Linked DNA regions of Danio rerio: region 2 is linked to region 1. The links are chromatin contacts, called in public HiChIP or PLAC-seq maps. All regions are on one chromosome and are shown on one strand. Each heading gives the region's core, a stretch centred on a gene start, on an enhancer-like site or on the middle of the called end of the contact. The rest is flanking DNA. Distances are from core to core; before and after follow the strand shown. Region 1 has its middle 50 kb from the start of fam222aa. Region 2 has its middle 60 kb from the start of trpv4.

Region 1 (5,924 bases), core at 821-3,320:
ACCACTGTTTTAAAAGACGATTGCAATCAAGTTGCTAAATGGGACTACAGGCAGTGTCGGAGACATTACACGTCATCAAGCTGAATTGGTCTGGAACGCAGGTCGCTTGTGTTGGGAATTTGGATTTATCTGATTTAAGTCCTTTCATAAATAGCATTTTATAGCTTGTTTTATTTGTCTAATAGTAAAATTCATAATGTGTGTAGATAATGCCTTCACTTGTAGAAACCGTCAAGACAGATTCATTTGTTGATCATTTATTTTAAAAAAATAAGTCATATTACAATACTATGTAGGCACACTTATAAAACATACAGTATGTGCTTTAAAACTTTTACAACAACCGCAAAGCAAAATATATGTATTTCCCCCTGGAAATTTCCCATAGACCTACTAGGTGCATAGGTCTATATACGTTTTTTTTTATTTGTTTTTAATATATAGTGTGAATTAAGATACAATATCATAGGAACCAGTTTTATGCTAGCAGCCAATTGGCCAGCAAAGTGACTCCAGTCTATTCCTATTAAGAACGATGATGATGCATCTGGCACATTTCTTAAATTTATTTGAATAAATGTAGGTGATAGAATGTAAAATCTGCACTATTATTACGAGAGAGATTAAAAATGTTTTTAAGTTCACTGAAATATTTTTAATAAGGCTTAGGGGAGAAAGAATGGCAGAAATGTATGTTTTTGCAATTTGTAAAAGTAGTTTTTAACTTGGTGTGTTTTTAGAGTTCCTCTAAGACAAGGAATACAGGTTTGGAAAAATACAAGGGTGAGAGTAAAGAATGATTTTGCGGTGAATCACCCCTTTAAAGTAATGGTGAAAAATATAGCCTAAACACTGGAGCCTTGGATTGCAATGCTGGTTTCATTACAGCATGTCACAATGATGAAATGAACCATGGGAGGGTATGGGAGTCAGGATATTGCCCAAATCTTTCGCAAAAATGGAGTAAAGAACAAAGATATCTGCAACGGCATATAACAGCTATGCTGAAAGCATTTCGCTGAATTATGCTGGCAGAGAAACAATAGTGAAGGGAGAACAAAGTCACTAACTGAAAACACCAAGCCGTAACTCATGGAAATGGAACTGCTCCCTTTATAAGGAGGAACAAGATGCACTATGAATTCTCCAGAAAAGTTCTTTAAAAAAACACACACTCCCGTAATTCTCAATGACTGATGCACAGGCAAACTTTTCAGTCCTTCAAGAGGAGCGCGCAGAGCCCCTTTCCCAGCATCCCCCACTGTCACTAGCAGGAAATCAATCTGCCCAAGAGGCCGATTACCCAGCCGTTTGTTTTTAGGAAGAACAATTTACCCTTCAAAGGGCCACTCTTTGAATATGACTCCTGTTCGCTAGTGCGATTATGTATGAAGCAGAGAGGATGTGAAGTTTAACAAACACCATTTAATCTGCCGTTCTTCCTGCATGTGCACTTTAAATGACAAGCATGTCCACAGGTGTTTCTTTCAGCCTGAAGAGAGGAAAAACAGCTTCTTCCGATGCTCATTGTTGCATGTAAAAGAGGAGCATTTTGAACAAACCAAACTAAACACCTTTGATGATAAGTTGAGAAACATCATCTCCTTAAAGCTTTAGGGATGACAGAGAAGGAAGGACCTTGGAATGGCTAAATCAACAAGCCTCAGCCTGGCGTCTCATCTGGATGTGGATAAAGCTGGTGAAATTGAAACCGCAGCAAACCAAAGGTCAAGTAAACAACAACAACGCACGTTATCCTGAAATTCCATTTAGAGCGGCGCATCTTGACACCATTTCCATGCTTGGATTTTCTTCCCGACACTTTTAATCAATATCACCTACGAAAGCAACACAGGCTGAGCCTTTTATGTAGCGACAGGGGAGAAAGGAATGCCATAAAGAAGAAAATCAAACAGCCTCCACCGCAGGTGTTGCGCGTTAACAGATGTTGGGAACATTAGCATTGTACGAACTACTCGGGTATTGGAGTGGGGGAGAGAGGATAGAAATTGCGGATTACCAGGGGCACAGATATAATAGCTCTTCCGGAACAATGGCACCTCCTTAACACTCAATACTCGCAGGAGGAGCTCTGTAGGAGAGCAGCGAGACAGGAGCATTCACAATCCATTCACCGCACTTTCACTACTAACAAAGACATTTTCTTTTGACACTCTTTTCTATTCTATATTTCTCAGCAGCCACAGTAAATTGGTCTATTCATTTTTCAAAGTACCAGTGATTTCAAAAAATGCACAAGATGAAAGAGACCCATTCTGTTGGCGAAAGTAAAAGGAACCAGTAAGTTTAGACACTTTTTTTTTTGTGCGCGCTACTGTTGACATCAGGTTTTCCATTTTGAACACTACCATAGGCGACAGCTGAATCTGGGACAAGGTCGACATCAGGTCTTGCCTCACCCCATACCCTCCCCTAACTTGTGTTAAAATTCAACTGAACCTCAGCAGAAGACAAACAATAGGGTTTGGGTGGCTGTGACCTCATGCACATTACCAGAGCACATTTCAATTCCATATAATCAGTCTATTAGAAATGTGAATATTTCTCTCATGTACTTAATGTTTCATTTATCTAGTAGGAGCCTGAGAAGTCTTGAGATAGTTAGACGTTACAAAAATAACGAAAACATTTTCGTTAAGTGAAATAAAAATAAAAACTTTTTTTTTTAAGTAGAACTAACTAAAACTGTACAGTGTACTTTCAAAACTAACTGAACCTAACTAAAATTATTGCAAAAACGTCCTTTGTTTTCGTCTTTGTAAATGTATTTAATACATACACCTACTGTATGCCTATTAGAAGCAAAACTATTTGCTTCGCGCTGTCAGGTGTTTGACCCGTACACCAGTCTGTAATCCTGATGCCATTGCAAAGATGAAGATGTTTCTCCTCTAGTCTTCCTCGCTGTTGCTCAAGCGACAAAACTAAGGAGTGGATATGACAGTATCATGGTGACAGCATCAAGTACGACCTGAACATAGACTTAAAAAAGGATTCATTGAACACATTTGTGCGGTTATTTCTGTATTAGCAGGGCTTAATTTGTGCCGGAACAAGTCGGATCTAAAATCTGATCCGGCACCTCATTTTACTGATCCCCCTCCCCACACGCACCCCCGCCCCACTCTTCGCTTTCTTTCGCGACTCCCCAACACTCTTCACTTTCATCTGGAACATCCACTACCTCCTCTGGTAACATGCCGGATCCGTTACTCTGATCTATTCCAGGATCTCATAATTTACAAATTAAGCACTGTGTATTAGTGATCACAAACAAATCGTTCTTTAAACTTGATAAACCTGATAAGTGAACCGGTTGAACTAATTCACAAAATCGAACTGAATCAATTTAAATGAATCCACAAACTTATCCACAAACTACTCACTTTTTACATGCCTGATACCTCTCTCTGACTTAAAAAAAAGCAATTCAGCAGGTGAACTGAACACAAACAGTACATGACACCCTGCTGTGACTGAAACATACTTGAACTACTGCAGCGTGGGTAAACAGAGGGCTTAAATGAAAGGATCTGTTTATTTATTTTAATGAGGAAAGTTTATTTCATGAGAGAAAGTCTTAATGGCTTTTAAATAAATGAATCATGCTTCAGTTGGGTTGCAAAACGTAATTGTAAAAAACTTTGCTGACTACATATTTTAGGCATGTTGAGTCCTATGATGGGAAGGTTGTCACAAAAGATCCGGGTCGCATTAAAGGTTTGAACGTCCCATCACTGCTGTGCATCTAACCTCAGAAGCAGCCTTGCACACTTATTGTCTTTAGGGCTGCATCTTATGGGCTGCTGAATTCGTGGATGGGTAGATGATCTTGTGTCTTCTGGTAGCGTTCTTTTATCAAAGAATGAAAACAAAGCACGTAAATACAGGCCGCTCCTAAAAGAAAGGTTTGATTGTATGACTAGTGAATCACCAAGACTTTTCTAGCTGAAACGATATCCAAAAACAGATTAATATATAAAGCAGGAAATTAAACTTTTACTAATATAAAGATATTCATGAGAGAGGCTCTCGCTCTCCTTGGTTTTAATAAGAAAACGGTTGAGTGATTTCACCCCATGGCCATCAATCAATCAATCTGCACACTTATCTCTATATTCAAATGAACAGCGCACGCTTCTTTAATAATATCCTTCCAAAATTAAACTATCCATCAACATCTGCAGCAGAAGCAGAATCGGCTACCAGTTCGACTTCATACCTCTGGAAATACGCTCCTGATTTAATCTCATTAAGATCCTTCCGGTTCAATACAGTCTGCAGAGGTTGAGTTGCACCCAAACAGCATATCTCCATCAAGAGTAACCTTTCTGCTGATGATGGTACAATAGGCAAAGGGTTGTTCTGGATGGCTTACAGGGCATGAAGTCCTTCCGAAACATCTTGACATGAGTTATCTCTTGTCAAACTTTGTTATAATTACCTCCAGTGTAAAAAAAACCTACTGTGCACAAGGAAAATGCAGGTTTGACTCCCAAAACTAATAACGTGTGCAAATGTGGCATTGTGATCGAGTCAGACGTGGAATAAGTCAACAAAAACTAGAAGCTGACAAAGAGGGAAAATTAAATAAGCAATGAAAAATGAGAAACAATGCTAAGGCCATTCAGTGACCTAAATATTAGAGCGTACCATCTCGCCACCAGCTATCTCCCCCTCTCCCCCATGCATGCTCGGCTCAGCTGAGATTAGCATTATGCTGGAAGCTCTATTTGTTTAGGTGAGATCGAGCCACAGAGCTAATACCGGGCCAATTTGCTCAGCGGGTCACGGATGTGCAGCAGGAGTAGGAAATGAGGCAACTCTGGCCCCCGGAGGTGAACCTTTCCACTCGTACATCACTGAATGTTTTATTCAATAGAGTGGTGAGCATACTCCTTGACAGGTGCTGTCTCCACGGGTGGAGGGAGTCGCAGCCCTCAGAGTGAGGGACTCTGCTGGGGTAATGAGGCTGCCAGGCCCTGAGGAAGGCCACATGCTGGAGCCGAGCTAAGAGCCAGAGCCCTAAGCCTCCAGAGTGATGACTTGCAGAGTGGAACGTCCACCATGGAGCAGGGGGCCAATCGCATTAGTCAGAGCAGCAAAGAAATGACGGGAGGCCTCGTGAGACTCAAATTGTGATGTATGGCGGAGAATAAAACTCTCTTTTCTGACAGACAATCAATATGCATGCTCACACCCTCTAAATACAACGTTTTTTAATCAGCTACTTGTTTTGCAATGTTAAACAACCTGGACTACTTTTAAGAAGAAATTAATACTTTAAAATGTGCCTCTGTTCAATATGTTTAGCATCATTGTTCAGAATACACTTTGATTTAAGGCACACCACAGAATTTTTAAAACATTTGGTTGGCTAGAAGTTTGTGTTCAAAATGAGTGTTATGCAAAATGCCATAGTAAATTTTTTGAGTTCCCCAAAGAGAAAATTATTAGTTTAAATAAATATCTCCACCTTTGTGCAAAAGAAAATGTCAACTGATGAATAAGGTTACATGTGGAAGCCTTACCTCCAATAAAAAACCTTATTTTAAAGTATGATAAGCTTGGTCAAACTCCTCCTGGGGCATGTAAAGCCGGACACAGGGAAAAAGTTTACTAACTATCCTTGATAATCTCAATGAAAGCTTGGAAATAACAAGTTAAAGTCTCTGGACGAAGAACTAAAATTTGTTTAGTCCAACTGACCTTCCTTCCCAGCCAAATAAAACCAAGGCTGTACTTTAGCCGGCATCCAAGCACTCGCTGATTAGATTTCATAGATAGAATACGCAAAACAACAGTTCTTGGAAACTGCAAGCATGAATGTAGAAGGAATGGCCGATATTGAGCCACTTTACATGAAAATCCAGATGACAACCAAAACCACCACCCAAAAACAC
Region 2 (5,360 bases), core at 1,142-3,641, 110 kb before region 1:
GTTTTAACAGTTTATTTTGTACACATTTTTAGAATTTTTTAAATTTTTTCCATCTTGCATTTTTACACTGTATCATAAAATGCATATAAAGGCCGATGGATGGAAATATAGAATAACAACATGACTACTAAAGGAGGTCGAGCCTTCTCATTTATGGCTTCTAAACTCTGGAATAGCCTTCCTGATAATGTCTGAGGCTCAGACACACTCTCTAGAGTTCAAAACTAAATTAAAAGACCTATCTTTTTAGTAAATCCTAAACACAATGCATCACACAACAATATGATGCATGAATGTGCTCCACGCAGTTAAGTTGGCTTGACAACCACCTGTAGGACACATTCCTCCTGTCTTAATGCACCAGACATTCCATTAGAAACACTCAAATGCTGAACGGGTTTGTTTAATTAACTACTATTTTCATTTATGGCACTTAATGTTTGCATCTCATTTAAATACATTATAAACAGTAGTTACTCTAATTATTTTCTATATTCGCTATTTCAACCTGGGGATGCTCAGGCCAAGGCCCCAAGAGACTATGCTGCGCAATTCTTCACAGCGCCTGTGAAGAAATGATGCCAAGGTATCCATAATCCTGGACAAGGCCGTATCCTGAGCTGATGCTGTGGTGACCATAGAGAAATGGAGTACATTAGAGTCCTGAAAGACCAAAGTGACAAACAAGTCCCGCACTGATCCTGTGAGCCAGCCTGATCACCCCCCGGTGATCTACTCACACCTGCAGTTCTCCAAGATGGATGTCCAGCGTTCTCCTGCCTCTAGAGCCTAGACTGCAACTCAGCAAAGGAAGTTTGGCCAGATAAAAAATGTTTTTGCCCTTTTCTCTCTAGGTGTTTTCCTTCACTTTCATCAATTGGTGAAGTTTGTTTCTCACCACTGTTGCCACTGGCTTGCTTAGGACTTAAAGGGCTGCACATTGATGGATTTGCTCTTTGGCTCTTCATTGTTGGACTTTCAGCAGTGATAATTAAACCACAATGAACTGAACTAAACTAAACTTCAGCTCTGAAATCTGAACTTTACTAGAACTTCTATGTTAAGCTGCTTTGACAAAATCTACACTGTAAATAGCGCTATAGAAATAAACATGAATTGAATTGAATGATGCATGCAGTACATCTGAATTTCATTTACACATCCCATACTATGTATTCATACTACAATACATTATATAGGGAACATGCTTTCTAAATGGATGGTTCACCCAAAAACACCCTCAAGTGGTTCTCAACTTTAATGGATTTCTCTCTTCTGTTAAACACAAAACAAGATATTCTGAAGAATTTTGGGAAGAAACAGCTATTGACATCTATAAAATAAACAAACATTCTTCATTATCATCCTTTGTCTGAACAGAAGAAGGAAACTCAGAGTTTGAAACAAGGAGGATGATTAAATTATATAAGTTTTGATTTCCCTCTAACACTCCGTCCCCTTTATTATTATTTAATAATAATAAGCTTTACATCACCTTTACAATTATAAGGTTCAATCTGCGTTCTGAAAGTTTTTGTATTCCATAGCAAACAGTATGTGTGTAACATTTTTTTTGTTTAAACAAAAAGTAAAAAACAACTTAAATTAGTAACAACTTAAATTTTTATAACAACTTATAAAAAACATCCCGTAATGTTAATAAGTTGTCATTTAGTATGTGAATAACTTAATTTTTACCAAAAAGTCAGAATGAACCTTATAATTCTAAGGTGACAACTTGTGCAGTACCTTCAAATTCAGATGTAGTATTATTCATGCAGTGTGTGATTTCAGATACTGCAAATGAAATGGCCAGTTGTTTCCTCGCATAGATTTCCCATACAATCTAATGTTTTGTTTTCAAAAATATCTCTTAACAGATAAAACAAAGCTATACAGGTCTGCGACACGAGGGAAGGTAAACGATATAATCTTTGGCAGAACATAGTTCGCCCTCTCCAATGAGGTGCATACTTTCAGTGCATACTATAAGTAGGCGTATTGGGATGCAGCCCAGTGAACTCCTGACAGAACATTAAAACATCTAAAAATGTTATACCATCAAAGCAGCGTTAGGTCGGAATGGGCCGACTTACCCAAGATGCATTGAGGCCCCCTGGCATCGATTGGTTGGTTGAACGTCGGGGCTTGTATCTCTCTTTTAAAAGCGCAGTATGTGAGCTGGAGCGCAGCCAGATCAGAAGCGAAGCTCTCCACCAGAGTACATACATTCGGCACTAGAGGCAACTCTATTTTAAAAGCGATGTTTTGGTTTACATGCACCTCACTGAGTTCAAACCACAATGGGGGCAAGACCTACGGTTTGTGTGTGTTTACGTGTTTGTGTGCGTGCCACGCTCGAAACGCAGTGCCAGAGATCTGCGGTGAGAGCAGCTGCCCTTATTTTTACTTCGCTTTTCTGGGCGAGATGGATAAGGAGGAAGGGAGAGTGGGATGGCTTTTATCAGCATGCCTTGTTTTCTTGGCCTTGAATGCACATGCTCAGCGAAGGGTTCGACCCTGCCATCAAGCGCGCGGGGGAAAGAGTCTCACTTGTGGTTTGAACCAGAGGGATTATGGGCTTTAGCTCTCTATCAAACTCACTGTGTCGCCATATCTCTCCCCTGTTACTGGCTCCTGTCTCTCTCCCACAGGGTCTGTGCCCTTCAAATACTTGGCTGTGTAACAATGGCCTGCTGTGCTCAACGCCACCAGTGTTGCCCAGACGCAGACATGAATCCAGATCCAGATAACGCTGATATAGACGGACGGGGCTGAAATGCCACTCAATTCATTCTGCTCAAAAGAATTATTTTGATGCGTAGTTGCACATAGCATTTCAGCCCAGTCACATTCACGGATAATATAAAGCAGAGGTATTCAATTCAATTAAAGTTCCAGGAGGTCCAATCTCTACATCTCCTTCCTCAGCAGAGACGACTAGCCAAACAATCATAACTCACACGGTAAAGCCAGCCAAGAATAGCGGTGAAACAAAAAAAAGCTATGTACGGCATTATAACAGCCCTCCCCCCTACCCCCACACACAAACACACACACACTTTTTAACCAAATCACATCGTGTTCATTTTTACTGAAATGCAAACACAGACCATTTTTCAATAACAAAAAGGTTGTAATAACTGTTTTCTTACCTTATTCTTACCAGTATTTGCTTATATACAGCATATGCGTATTGTTTCCCTGTTTTTAAAAAAGGTATATATTTAAGAATATTTAAACTGACGTAATAAAACATAAATATTCTTATTTAAAATATTGAAAACAGAATATCAGTAGCTTATCTAATAAAATATAAACATTTTACTCAAATAAATTGCTCATTACCCAAATATAAATATTTTACTCAAAACTTGCACCTATTAATGGTAAATCAGTTGAAGCGGTCTCTCTTCAATTTGTCATATGCATATGTAACCATATACATGATCTGATTGGCTGATAGCCGTGCGATATTCTTCAATAACAGCACTCCTACAGCCTCTTCTCTCTTGTATATTAATTCACCCACATAGAGTGACAGCAGATGCATAAACTCAATACAGTTTGACAAATATTGCAGCTGTTGGACAACATAATGTACTTTTGAGGCTATTTTAGGTGATAATTTAGATTGCAACTATGCAGTTTATTTAAAAAGACAGTACCTATTTTAAATATTTAACATTTTTGGAAATACCGCAAGTCAACATCCATCAGCCTGTCATACTGAGCAGAGCAAAGACAGTTGACGTTCCACCATAAGATGGCGACAGAGACCGCATAATAAGCCCTTAGAGCAGGGGTGTCCAAACTCAGTCCTGGAGGGCCGGTGTCCTGCATAGTTTAGCTCCAACTTGCTTCAACACACCTGCCTGGGAGTTTCTAGTATACCTAGAAAGAGCTTGATTAGCTGGTTCAGGTGCGTTTAATTGGGGTTGGACACCGGCCCTCCAGGACCGAGTTTAGACACACCTGCCTTTGAGGATTAAAACTCAATGTAATTTTAAACTACAGCTGATCAAATCATTATAAAACTAGTAAGTTGATCTCTCTCTTTTGTATGTTTTAGTGCTGTATTTATACCATCTGTTAGTGTTTTTGGTAGTGTTTCTGGAAGAGTTTTGTTTTTCGGGGTTAATTATTGTGATATCCCTATTGCAACAGAGAAATACTGGGAAATCTCTCTAGACTAATGGAAATTCATGCTGTTCAGCCTTATAATCTTACAATGTTAGCAAAATCACCTGTTTTGTCATGATTTTAGACATTACGCTCGAGAATCATTCAAATACTAGCTCTAAAGTGACGTTGGTGAATGAGCAACGGTTTCTGCTGTTCTGACATCAGCTGCAGATGTAAAGGAATGGCGTAAGAAAGAAGTTCTTAATGCTAAAGGATTTTTAGACTTTCTGTATTTGATTTTTTTATATACACGTTTATGCCGTCAAACTGTTGTATAAACGCAATGTCACACTCGTAGCAGTGAGATATGGCTGTATATTGTCACTGGTTGGACATCAATGAACGCCTTCCACCAGTGTTGATATACAGCCATATTGCACTGCTGCTCGTGTGATATTGCTTGTACATATCATTTTATATATATAATTTTCTTTTCAGTAAAATCCCTTTATTAATCTGGGGTTGACACAGCGGAATAAACCACCAACTTATCACGCTTATTTTTACCGAGCGAATGCCCTTTAAGCTGCAACTCATCGCTGGGAAACATCCATACACACTCATTCACATTCATATACGGACAATTTAGCCTACCCAATTCACCTGTGTCGCATGTCTTTGGACTGTGGGGGAAACCGGAGCACCCGGAGGAAACCCATGCAAACGCAGGGAAAACATGCAAACTCCACACAGAAATGCCAATTGACCCAGCCAAGGCTTGAATCAGCGACCTACTTGCTGTGAGGCAACAGCACTACCTATTGCGCCACTGCATCGCCCGAAAAAATATATATATATATATAGAGCATTGCATTATACGAATAAATGACATTCTAATATGTACAGAAATTAAAATGAGACATTTTAAAGAGCAATAATATTTTACAATATTACTGTATTTTTATTTAAATAAATGCAGCCTTGGTGACCTTTTTTGAGACATCTTTTGTGACATGGGTATTCATCTAATTAAAAAGAACCAATTTCAATTCTCGGGGGAAATTTCACACATGGAGTAGGATTCAGGATTGTGGTAAATGTCATGGTTCATTGCAGCACTGGCTCTCATGATTGGGTGTGTGGTTTGAAGGTTACTAACCTCTAAATTAACCTAAAATTGTCTTAAATCAACTGTACTCACTGGGACATCTTGCGAAGCAGACAAGGCTGAGGAA

The links. HiChIP or PLAC-seq counts read pairs in DNA pulled down with a chosen protein or histone mark.
Region 2: an H3K4me3 HiChIP or PLAC-seq map of gastrula embryo shows a contact between it and region 1, with 2.5 times the contacts expected there. The contact joins two enhancer-like sites. A contact is called at or near these places in 2 of 18 Hi-C or Micro-C datasets (caudal fin and embryo) and 1 of 4 datasets of contacts at active chromatin or transcription factors (gastrula embryo).

Annotation. Positions count from the first base shown.
Region 1 is chr5:20,387,012-20,392,935 of GRCz12tu, reverse strand. It overlaps a transcript of fam222aa not described here. Among named protein-coding and RNA genes, the nearest start is that of fam222aa, 50 kb to the left of the region's middle. Within about 2 kb of position 2,070, at least 5 of the 62 cell types and tissues checked have an H3K27ac peak or open chromatin away from gene starts, as enhancers often do.
Region 2 is chr5:20,498,787-20,504,146 of GRCz12tu, reverse strand. No RefSeq gene overlaps it. Among named protein-coding and RNA genes, the nearest start is that of trpv4, 60 kb to the left of the region's middle. Within about 2 kb of position 2,391, at least 6 of the 62 cell types and tissues checked have an H3K27ac peak or open chromatin away from gene starts, as enhancers often do.